Regions from separate parts of the Cricetulus griseus genome. Here region 1 is linked to region 2. A link is a contact called in public Hi-C data. All regions are on one chromosome and are shown on one strand. The core of a region is the stretch at or near the end of the contact, and the rest is flanking DNA. Distances in the headings are between cores, read along the strand shown.

Region 1 (5,928 bases), core at 2,407-4,906, 100 kb after region 2:
TAGTCTTAATTTAAAGAAAGTAATAGAGAAGGAGAAGGGAGGCTAGGGGTGTGGCTTGGTGGTAGAGCCCTTGCCTAGCAGAGAAGAACTGCATTTGTGCATATTTAGCCAGAGACAATGGTAAATACAACACCAGGGAGCCACTCACAGTGAACACTGAAAGATTCATTAGGCTGTTTCTTACCATTTCCTGTAAAAGAAATAATGGCATTCCTGCCAAGGGGACCTGAGGCAGCAATTCTTCAGGTGGGCTGCAAAGCAGCATCAGGGCCTCAAATAACAACCCTGGTAAGCTCAGTATGACCCTAGTCTGACCAGGCGGCTCACTGGAAGCATTCACTAAACACATAAGTTCCTAAGGGTGGAAGTATCCTCCTGGGAAACCCTAGAATCAAGGCGCATGCAAGCTCATGCTCTCCTTTTTCCTACACTCTGCTGTCAGAGCAAAGGGGCTACTACCACAAGCATCCCCAGGGGGTCTCACCAAGCAAGTTGAAGAAACATCATTAAGCGAAGAACCCTGTTGTGTTTAACTGCAATAAAGCAGACAGACACAGACACCAAGGTGTGTTGCTTCCTGACCCAGCCCACCTCCCTTCCAGCCACAGTTTTACGCCTAAAGCACACATGGATCGCCTGAGGAACTTTCAAATACCCTGATTCTGGACATGCACATGGGTGAAACAGAACTGAGGGTCAAGAAAGAAACCCGTATATTATTTGGCCACGTTAACAGCTTGATGAGGAAAGAATTACACAAATGACAGGGGAATAACTGATTACTCACAAGCAAAGAATGGAGGAATCAGACCTTTCTCCCATCACACACAAAAATGAACTCAAACACTTCAAAGACCTTGGAAAGACTTGAAACTATAGGGTGAACTTCATTACTTTTGGATGCTGAACAGTTTCTTAAGAGTTCTTAAAAGAAACAGAAACACCCAAATTCCAGCAGTAAGAGAAAATATAAAGAATTCTTACAACAATTTAGGAAAACAATTAGAAAAAACAGTCAAGAGATCCAAGGGGAATCTTCTCAAAGAAGACACACGAGTGACCAGCAAGCACGTGAAAAGCGGCTCTGCATCATCTGCTGTGAGGGAAATGAAAAGGCAAAACCGCTCCAAGAGACCACTTCATGCTCAACTGGATGGCGGCACTGAGAAAGCCACCCAGAAACAAGTGTGGTGGGAGGCAGGGAACGAGGAACTTTACACGCCCTGACAGCAATATAAAGTACCACTGCTTGGAAAACAATCAGCCCTTCAAACGCAAGCAAGGAGTCAAAAGTATGATCTATAACTCTAGATACATGCCCGAGAGAAGAGAAAACATACAGCCTAGAAAAACATCTGCACAACCATACATTTGTAACAGCACTGTTCATAAGAGTCAAAAGGAAGGCACGACCCAAACGTCCACCCACTGATGAAATGATAAATGTGTCAAATCCAATGGGGTATTACCCAGCTTTCTAAAGTGCCACATGCTACATACGTGCTGCAAAATGGACGAGCTTTGCAAATTGTGCTAAGTGAAAGTTGGTCACTAAGTACCACATATTATATGACTCATTTTTCATGAAATGATTGTAGTGGCATCCTGCCTTGCTAGTGAACTTGTAGCAGTGGCCACACCCTTTGGCGTGGTTTCAGGTGCAGACGTGACCCCTTTAAGTAGGAGAGGAGCTGGAGCACACTCTCTTGGGTTGAGGAGAGCATCGGAAGAGCAGAGACTGTATCTTCTGGAGCAGGAAAACCTGGGTGGTTATTTACTCTTATCTGTAAGTCCTTATCTAACAAACACCTACTTATCATTTATCTTAGGTCTGGTGAACTCATTTTGAACCCCCACCTTCAAATGGTCACAATAAGAACTCTTACTACAGGGCTTGGTGGCACACGTCTCTAATCCCAGCGCTCAGCAGGCAGAGGCAAGCGGGTCTCTAAGATGGATAGCCTGGTCTACAAATGAGAGTTTCAGCACAGCCAGGACTAAACAGAGAAACCCTGTCATGAAAAAACAAAGCAACAAGAACAAACTATTACTGAGACAGAGAGCTGGGAGAGTGGGGAGAACAGGCAGAGACCACAAATGGACACAGGCTTTCTTTCCGGGTGATAAAAATGTTCTAAAATTGGACTATAGTTATTCAACTCTATGAACATACTAATAACTGTTAAACTGTACACTGTAAATGGGTAAACTGTAAGGCCATGTAAATTATACTTAGATATGGCTGTTTAAATAAATACATACTTATGAGTTTTAACAAATGTAGTGATTCTGGTTCCCATCCCTAGTCAATTATGCATGAAACTAAGACTAAAGTTTGCCTCGGTGAAGAGGGTGAGGAGTGTGCTTCCCCTGTGTTTCTGATCCAATCACAGGACGGGAAAGATTCGGAGACTAAAGGGTGGCTGATGAACTCACCCGTCTGAGCTGCCTGGCATGTTCCAAGAAAGGAACCAACCACTAAGCTACCTGGTAGTGAAGGGACCAGCTCCCCTTTCGGCAGCCATAATGGCCGAACACGTGCTTGTCTGACCTTGTCCTAGACACTAGAAAGTCAGACGCCTGCCTCGTGACAAGGAACCAATCAGAAGTTAGCTGGTGGTGCTATCCTTTACGACCCTGGGTGTGCTTTACTACAAGCACACAGCAATGACGCACAGAGCATAGCAACCACCCTGGGAGGGCCTATGGACCATAACAACCAGTTGACCAATCAACACAGGCAAGCCCTCCAAGCCTGGGGGTACACCAATCGTGAGCCTGTGCGTACCCCTAGACACACCCCTTACGCTGCCCTACAAGATCTCTCGGGAGGCCCTAGTTGTTGTCTTTTGCAAGCATCCGCCATGGCGGGTGGGTGAAAGACCCGAGCTAACATGGGGTTAGCTCATTAAAAAAACCAATAAAGCTTCATGCAGTTTGCAGCAAACTCTCCTCGAATCCACCTGGTGATTGGGGTGACCGCAGTTGTGGCCTGGGACCCTGGATACCTTAGTTTTCCGGGGGTCTAACAGTAGAACCAGATCTCAGCAGAGATCTACTTCGCTGTCCCTCCATTTATGAACACGCGCCTTCATCTTTACAATACAAGCCCATTTTTAAACTCCGCCATGAAGGCTTTCTCAGCATCGACACCCGTCCACGTGCCTCTTCCCTCTCTGGTGGGCGTCAACATTCTCTGCCTGGGGACTACTTAAGTTATTGCCACAACTGTGCTGACACCCTGCCTGTCATCTATGCATCTCAGCAGTGATGGCCTATGCACACAACACTCCCTCCCTGCTACTGAAGGCTCACAGTAACAAGGCACCAAAAAGAACTGAGGTATTGAGGGTAACTGAGCAATGATGTCTACATTCTTGGTAATTATGGGAAGTTACTTCTCCCCCTGCTGGCTTTCTGGTCTTACTGACCATGGGAAACCTTTTTTTTTTTCTCTTTTTTTTCTTTTTCCTTTTCATCTTAGGGAACAAAAAAAACAAAGACATGAAGTCCACAGATAAACAAGCCCCATCTGTGGCCAAGCTTCTAGCTGGCCACAGCACAGAAAACACCAGGACCTCACCCCTCGTCTGTACACTGAGGGGAAGACGGTCTGTCTCCTCACTGCTGCAGTGTACACACAGGCCTGAGGCGAGCATCCCTCTGGGCCTCACCCAGTTACTTCACTCTGAATCATTCAACTGTGCTCTAAAAACCAGACACCCTCCCGAGCTGGCAGAATTCCTGGGGACTTCAGCTTGCTTGGTGTCTTGGAGGCTGGGAGAGATGCAGAACTGTGTGGGCCTATGTGTATGCAGCCCTAAGGGATTTGTAGCATTTGGAACAGTTAAGAAAAGCAAAGGCTGTTTGGACTTTCTACAAGGTGTCCTGCCAACCTCTCAAGCTTTAGGAGAAGAGCTGCAACAGATGGGATTGAGGCTTATATCAGAATGCCCTTCTCTCACCTCCAGCCTCCTCCCTACATCTTCAGTAGCTGGGATATTAAAAAGCAAAAGAGAAGTTGAAAAATGATCAGGGAATCAGCTGTTGTTAAATCAAAAGAAACAGCTTCATTAAGAAAGGGGAAACTAAGGCTGGGCGGTGGTCGAGAACGCCTTTAGTTCCAGCACTCAGGAGGCAGAGGCAGGCAAATCTTCATGAGTTTGAGTTCAGCCTGGTCTACAGAGCGAGTGCCAGGACAGGCTCCAAAGCCACAGAGAAACCCTGTCTTGAAAACCAAAACAAAAAAAAAACAATAGGGGGAGTGGAGAGAAAGGGAGGGAGGAGGGAGGGAGGGAGAGAGAGAAAGGGAAGGAAGGAAAGAAGGAAGGAAGGAAGGAAGGAAGGAAGGAAGGAAGGAAGGGAGGGAGGGAGGGAGGGAGGGAGGGAGGGAAGGAGGGAGGGAAAACTGATCCAAGAGCAAGGGGCAGTTTTTCTTTTAGGTAAGTCACTTGGGGCAACTGGAGTTTTATGAAACTTTTGAGTGAAGGATCTTAATATCTCCCTGAATCTGCAATTATTTTTTTTTTCTTTTTCCAGAACAAAATGATCCACTGTCAAAACAAACAGGACTTTTCTACGAAAGCCTCCAGTCTATCTGACAAGCAGGTTTCAGAGAATTTTGGAAGCAGAGATAATTGTCTCTGTAGATTCCAAAGCTCAGTTGTTCCCACTGCCACTGTCAACAGGTAAAGACCACCTGCCGTCAGAATCCTGACAACCAGAACTAGACAGGCTCAGACACAGCCCCTCCAAGTGCCCTGGGCCGTGATGGGTTAGCCACTTTCTGGTGACACAACAGAAAATGCTCCTTCCTGGTCCACCAGTCCAGCAGGGTTCTTCGTCACCTGGATGTGCGCCAGGGTGGCTTTAGCAACATGGTAGGTGTAAGGAGTTCTCCCTAGAGGCTGAGGGACAAGACCCAAGAGTAGGAAAGACTGCTTCCCATGGTCCCCTGCAGTCAGTACAGCGCAGCTTTGGAGATTGGTGCTGTGCCTGACGCCAACAACATTAAAACTCTACTCCAAGAATGATGTTACCAAACTCGCTTAGAGCCAACAGGAAACAGAACCAGGCTGGCTGCACTGCTGGCACACAGGGATCCAGGCTGAGTTTAGCCAACACTCTCCAAAAGCAGGCATCATCTTATTTTACTATAATCCAAACATCTCCTAAGGTTGAAATATAAAAAGTGTCACCAGGCCGGGCATTGGTGGCGCACGCCTTTAATCCCAGCACTTGGGAGGCAGAGGTAGGCGGATCTCTTTGAGTTCAAGGCCAGCCTGGTCTCCAGAGCAAATACCAGGATAGCCTCCAAAACACAGAGAAACCTGTCTTAAAAAACCAAAAAAACCCCAACAACAACAAAAAGAAAGTGTGACCAGACAGTGCAACATTCACAGCACTTCACAAATGTAAGGCACGGGACACTGCAAGTGCTCCCAAAAACCAGCAAAGCCAATATCTAGGAGACTGTCACATGAGTGTGCTTGGCTGTGTGAGCCAAGGAGCCTTGAGCAGCTGAGGTTTAAGGCAAAGACTTTTGTACCGCACCACTCCCATACCTAAAGGAAAGAAGTCATTATTAAGGTTTAAGGAGTTGAAGATGTCAAGGGTCACAGCAGACAGAGATTAAAGACCTCTGAAAGCTGCAGCATGATAATTCTGTAACAGCAAAGCACTGAGAAGCCAGAGACAGTGGACAGGACCCCAGCTCTTACGTGAGCTCACAGCAGCACCCCCAACAGAACTGTCCCAGTCAGAACCTCACTTGCTTTCTGTATGACCTTGGCAAATGACATGTCTTATCACCTAAGATGACGAACACAATAGCACCTACTTTTTCACTCATGCAGGGTTCTGGTGAAAACCAAATGAGTTAAAAGATGTAAAAAAAAAACACAAAAAACAAAAAACAAAAAACAACTT
Region 2 (6,096 bases), core at 3,401-5,900:
AGAAACCCTGTCTTGAAAAACCCAAAAAAGAGGTTGGAGAGATGGCTCAGGAGTTAAGAGCACTGACTGTTCTTCCAGAGGTCCTGAGTTCAATTCCCAGCAACCACATGGTGGCTCACAACCATCTGTAATGGGATCTAGTGCCCTCTTCTGGCATGCACTGTATACATGATAAATAAATTTTTAAAAAGTATTAAACTAGAAGCCAACAGAACTAAAAATTACTTGGAATTCATTCTTATTGCAAACTAATTATGTTTGATAAGGGAATCTTACCATCCTCATGTCTGTAATTAATAAATATAAAATATTCCTCTTACTTCCTAAAGCCTGTAATTTCCATTCAATTAAGGTTTAATTAGTACTAAATTCTTCACTGAAGTGCAGCAGAGGTGACAAGGAAAAGAGTGGCCATGATTATTAACACAGAGGACGTTTTTAAACATTTCTTACACAATAAACCATGGACTCGACCTTTATAAGGAAAAGAATTTTAAGAGGCCGGGTTCAGGGTTAAAAGGGCTCCCAACTCTTCCAGACAACCCAAGTTTGATTTCTACCATGTCTGGTGCCTCATGACTACCTATAAGTCCAGCTTCAAGGGAGCCGATGCCCTCTTATGGCCTTCCCAGGCACCTGTATTCCCGTAACATTCACACACACAAGACTGGGGAAAAGAGAATGTAGCCAACAAAAAGCACAGCAGTATTCGCAGGGACCAGGGTGTTAAAAAAAAAAAAAACAGAGTGTAGAAAGAATTGCACAGCATGGGTCTGGAACATACAGGTTTCAAAACAGAACTGAAAGCTAGTTAAATGATCAGCTGATGATTTTCAGGTCTCCAGTTGGCTAGAATCAGACCACTTGAAAACACTAGAGTAGAGATATAAAAAAGCATTTAGTGTTTCTACACTAACTTGGCAATATCTGTGTGCTGCAATCAGGAACACATACCACTTTTAATCCAACAATCCCTCTTCTGTTTCTCAAACAAAATGACAAAAATACTACTTCTGAATTATAAAAGTTGTATGTGTTACTTGCTCAAGAAAATAAATTTTAAGAATTTTAAAAAGACAAACATCTCTTTCAATAAGTTTTACTCTCAACTAAATGAATGAAAAGACCTGCAGTAACTCACTCAGAATGTGGTATTATGTAATAACGTATATTGGAAATTTTCATATTTTAGTTTATATGCCAAATTCAGCCAGTTGCTCTTTTTGTAAATAAAACTCTACTGGAACACAGCATGCCAGTTATTTATGTAATACCTGTGACTTTTTCTGCATTACATAGGCACCACTGTAGACTGGCAAAAGAGACAATCTTGCCAACACAGTTTAAAAACTATCTGGCTTTAATAGAAAAATATTGACAACCTAGCTTAAATCAGTGATTCTCGAAGTGTAGTGGTCCCCAGATGAAAATCATTGTCTCATCTGGAAACAGGTAAGAAGTGTAAATGCAAGGGTTCTACTCCAGACCCACTGAAACAGAAACTCTGGAGACAGAACCCAACAATATATGTTTCAATAAGTCCTTATGTAATTTTAGGAACCGTTGGAGAAAGGGATAGTTCTACAGTAGCTAGGAAGAGATGAGGACCCACCTAAAATCTGTCTTGAAATGAATAAAAGCTTAATAAAGCCTCAAGGAGAGTATAAGAAAGGGCTTAACCTGAAGTGAGGACAAACACACTGAGCACTACTAGTGGAGATTCTTCTCAGGTAATATTGGCAAGCTTTACCTACAGCGACACAGACAGTACAAACACAAGGCAGTTGCTCTATGAAATTGTGGGGTGGGGAAATGCAAAGGGCTCAAAAAACTGTCTTTGGGGCCAACAAAGTATTATTAAAGTAAGAAGGGCAGAGACCTGGTTGCCAGGGCAACAGGGAAGCAATCAGAGAAGTCAGCATCACAGCATCGGCCCTCTGCCCATTAGTCCACGATCTCCTGCAATCCAAACCCTGGTAACAAAGGCTTTAACACAAAAGCCTTTGAAGGACATTCAAGATCCAAATTAGAGCAGTAGTATAAAATAAAAATAATAGTTTTCATTTGAGACAAAAAGATCATTAAAAACACAGTGGCAAGAGACCTGTGCAGAATACAATAAACGCTATGAAATGACTAGAGTAACGAGTGCACAAGAGGAATAGTTATAGTGTGAGAACCTAGCAGAAATCATACAGGCATTATTAGAAGTACTACATTAAGCCATTCACTATGAACTGATACTAGCTTTGGATCAAAAATTGTATCAGAAAAGCCTATTGCAACCAAATGAAGATGTTTCCAAATTATCTTCATTTGGGAACTCCTGAAGGTTAGCAATTTCTTCCCGACGTTTTAAACCAAGGAAATACTAAAGTAGGCTCAAACAACTTAGCATTAATATTCTTAGGGTTTAGTGTTGTTTGGTATGCCAACAAATCCTCAAACCTTGGTATTGTCATTTCTTGTTCCACACTAACTGTCATGCACTAAATAGCTGCTTGTCACAGAGTAAACCCTGAAAAGGCAGCTTTACAAAGACACACCACTGTAGACATGAATGGAGCTTTCTAATCCTGAAAATACCCGAGTAACTGGTGGAAGCCCGAGCTTTTGGGTGCTCTAGGTACCTGGCAAACAGTTTGGGAAACTGAGAACGAAGTGAAGGAGCCTAAAAAGGAAAAACAGTGCTACGGAGGAGGAGGAGCAAAGGAAAATTCTTTGCACGGTTATCCACAAGAGGGCAGCACAATGGGGCTTAGGCGGCAAACCCTTCCATACAAAGGCTGTAAATTCACTAGTATGCAGTTTCCTCTTACTCTAAGGAAGAAAAGCCACTGGTCAGTGACCTGTGCACCATCCAGCTAGGAACCTCCTGTACCTGCCCAACTATGAGTAGCTAAGACTTTCAGAAAGTGGCCAAACCATTTGCTACTTTGCATGCATCTTATCAATCCTCCCACAATCGTCTAAGAAAATAAATTGTTAAGTAATACAGCTGTTAAATGCACAGAACACCATCACTCTAAACCAAGTCGACACACTCAGACCTAACTCGAAAGCCAGTGGTCTTTCCTATATTGCCAGAAAATGATACCATCTTTCAAGAATAACCTATCTGGGTGAAGTAGAGAAAAAATATCATGTTCACTTTCCATATTGAAGACACCTTCAGATCACAAAGGAAAAGACACTAAAAGAAACAAATCCAAGCCAGGTGGTGGTTAGTGGCTCCTCAAACCTTTAATCCTAGCATTGGGGAGGCAGAGACCGGCAGATCTCTGAGTAGCAGACCAGCCTGGTCTACAGAACGAGTTCCACAACACTGTGTAAAAGCAAAAATAAACCTAAATGCTTATCTAGCCAACACATACTGCAGCTCTCCTGTACAGGTAAATGCTCTGTGGCACTATTACATACTCTTATGATGGTAAGTCCTGGACACATCCAGTCTGCAGATGTAGCACACACAAGCAAATTCACACACAACCAAATGATCCTAACACTTGGGATGGATGGGAAACAGGTGAAGAACATGGAGAAAGCAGACCAAAAACTGGTGATTCATTTTCAAATCTGCTGTGAATTGTATCTGAATATTTGCAGTAAGCCAACAGCTCACTTGTACAAACCTATTATGAAACCAAAAGCAACCTCCGACTCGCTTATTCCCACTTCTGTTTTCCTTCTCCACATTTCTCCTCCCCTCTGTGACACACTCAGCTGCTCCTATCCTTTCATTCAGGAGTTTCCCCTGACAGATGAATAACCGGAAAGCAGACTGCGTACATTCAACCGACAAAGCAAGCTTAGGCAGGTGAATACAGGAAACATTCGGTGTGACAACAGACACCCAGCAAAAACAACCAATGTGTCCCCTCAATAGGTATTTCTTATTACTTGGAAATTAAGACTCGGGCTACCTAAAGAGAAAGGGACGATTTATTTTTCTCCGCACTGTAAAACCAGCAAAGAATGCTTCTTAAAGGATCCAAGAGACAAACACAATAAATACCAACCAATTACTCTCCCACAGCAACAGGAAAAGTTCAGCACTCCCATGTTCGGAGTAAGCAACAATTAGCCCCGCTGTTCTACATAAGCATCCAGCCTCCCTAGCAAGCACTGGCTTGTAGATCGCAGACACCCTTGCCTTTAACTGCAGCGACCACACAACCCCGAGCTCTCACACTCACCGTCGCGGGAGGGGAAGGAAGGGCCTCTTCTTCTGGGGAGGAAAAACAGTTCACATCTTGCTCCGGTCGCCTGTTTCTGGAACCTGAAAACAGAAGCAGCAGTCACTACCTCAGAAACCCAGGGCAAATAGATGCTCTTTTTTTCCCCTCCTTCCCGGCGCTATTTAGATGCCTAGAAAAATTTACAGAAGGATAAGGAAGAGGGGATCGGGTTCTAGGGCACACGGGGATGCCTACATTTATCAACAGCCAGACACTCCTTCCTAGGTTGCTGGAAACCCGCCCTGAAGTTCCCTGTCAGCAGCAGGGGCGACGCGGAGAGCAGGAGGAGGGATCCTCGGGAGAGCCGCTGCCCACCCCCACTCCCGCCCCCAGCCCGTAGCGAGGGACTGAACCCACCGGCGACACGGCTCGGGCCACACAAGAGCGCCCCGAGGCAGCGCAGGGGCTGCTCCTCCGCGACGCGTCGGGCGGGCCGAGGTCTAGGGAGCCCCCGGGCCGGGTGCAGGGGCGAGCGGCCGCCAGGCTGGGCCCTCGGGGGCCCTCCCGAGCGGGCTCGGCCCGCACTCACATCCCGCAGTAGCGGTCCCGGCAGCCGCCTTGCAGCCCTCGCCCCGACGGGCACCTCCGGGAGCCGGGGCCGCGGCCGAGGCGCCGACGCCGCCGCGCGGAGCTCGCCCAGAGCCCGGGCCCGCCCAGCCTGTCAGCGCGGCGGGAGGCCGTCGGCGGCCGCGGCTGCCCCCTTTCTGCTCTGCCTCGGCTTCCTGCAGCCCACGCCACGCCCACCGCCGAGCCCGTCCCCGCCCTCCCGGGCCGCACGCCCCCTCGGCTCGGCTGGGGACGCGGCTCGGTCGCCCCTGCGCGGCGGGCTCCGTGGCGGGTGCTGCCTCAGGCGGGCGGCCTAGCGAAGCGGACCCGGGGCGCCCGCAAGCCAGTCCGGGGCGGGCGGGGGGGGGGGAGCGGCACGCCCCACTGCGCCTGCGCCGCCCGCCCGCCGCCCCCGCGCGGCGCCGCTCCTCCCGCCTGGGCCGGAGCCGGGGCGGGGAGGCGGGCCGCGGCTGCGGGCTCCCGGGAAGCGGAGGCGCGCGTGGAGATTCCCGGGGCAGCCCCCGGGCGTGAGCGCAGCGCAGCAGCAGCAGGAGGAGGAGGAGGAGGAGGAGGAGGAGGAGCGGGGCGGGTGCGGGCTGGCGCTGCCTTGGGCGAGCATGCGGCCTCCGCTCGCCGACGAGGCGGCTGGGAATGAGTCAGCCGAGCCGGGAAGGCCCCGGTGCGCCTGGGCTGAAAGTGTAGGCGGCCGCTGCCTCCGCGGAGACTCTTCTCTCCGGATCTCGCCGCACCCTTTCTGCTTTCGCTTCCACGTGCACGCACCTCCCTGCCTTAATCGCTCGCCCAGGGGACTTGCCACCGTGCACGGGCCACTGAGACCCGAGCGCCTGACTTCAGTGAGCCACCACTTCTGGGAAGAGGAGCGGGTGGAAGGAGAAAAAAACGACTGGCAAGGTTCCCGAGAGCCACGTTCATTCATTCATTCAAGAAGTCACTGACCACCTGCCAGGCACCAGGCTCCCAAGGATAGGAGAGGAAAGCAACCTTTACTCTGTGTCCTGCTGACGCTTGTAGTCTCGTAGAAGCCACAAGATATGCATTAAATCCTCACTGCGCTGGGTGTGTGATTGCCAGTCACATGTACACACACACACACACACACACACACACACAGGAAAGTGAGTAGAGGTGTTATTTTGGGATGACCAGGAAAGACCTCCTAGAGTGACATTTGAGCAGAAATTTGAAGGATGAGAATGGCCCAGTCCTGGAACTATCTGGTTTCAAGGAGCTAGCAATGACAAGGATTCGGAGAAGGGAATGTGTTTGGCACTTTTAAGGACTAAGAATTGTC

The links. A called contact is a pair of places that touch in the nucleus more often than the background predicts.
Region 1: a Hi-C map of the CHO-K1 cell line shows a contact between it and region 2, with 2.4 times the contacts expected there. The contact joins the enhancer-like site here to the promoter of Jak2 in region 2. A contact is called at or near these places in 2 of 8 Hi-C or Micro-C datasets (the CHO-K1 cell line and fibroblasts).

Annotation. Positions count from the first base shown.
Region 1 is chr3:32,321,430-32,327,357 of CriGri-PICRH-1.0, forward strand. All of the region lies in intron 8 of Rcl1 (RNA 3'-terminal phosphate cyclase-like protein), which reads right to left. Among named protein-coding and RNA genes, the nearest start is that of Mir101b, 6.1 kb to the right of the region's middle. Within about 2 kb of position 3,657, at least 3 of the 6 cell types and tissues checked have open chromatin away from gene starts, as enhancers often do. A contact at or near this core is called in the CHO-K1 cell line and fibroblasts, where this site is marked.
Region 2 is chr3:32,215,879-32,221,974 of CriGri-PICRH-1.0, forward strand. It overlaps Jak2 (tyrosine-protein kinase JAK2), which reads right to left and starts at 4,651. Exons shown (of 25, transcript XM_027406441.2): 1 at 4,596-4,651; 2 at 4,197-4,279. It overlaps LOC113834776 (putative uncharacterized protein FLJ46214), which reads left to right and starts at 3,512. Exons shown (of 2, transcript XM_027406821.1): 1 at 3,512-3,605; 2 at 4,464-5,101. The coding sequence starts at 3,512. The coding sequence ends at 5,101.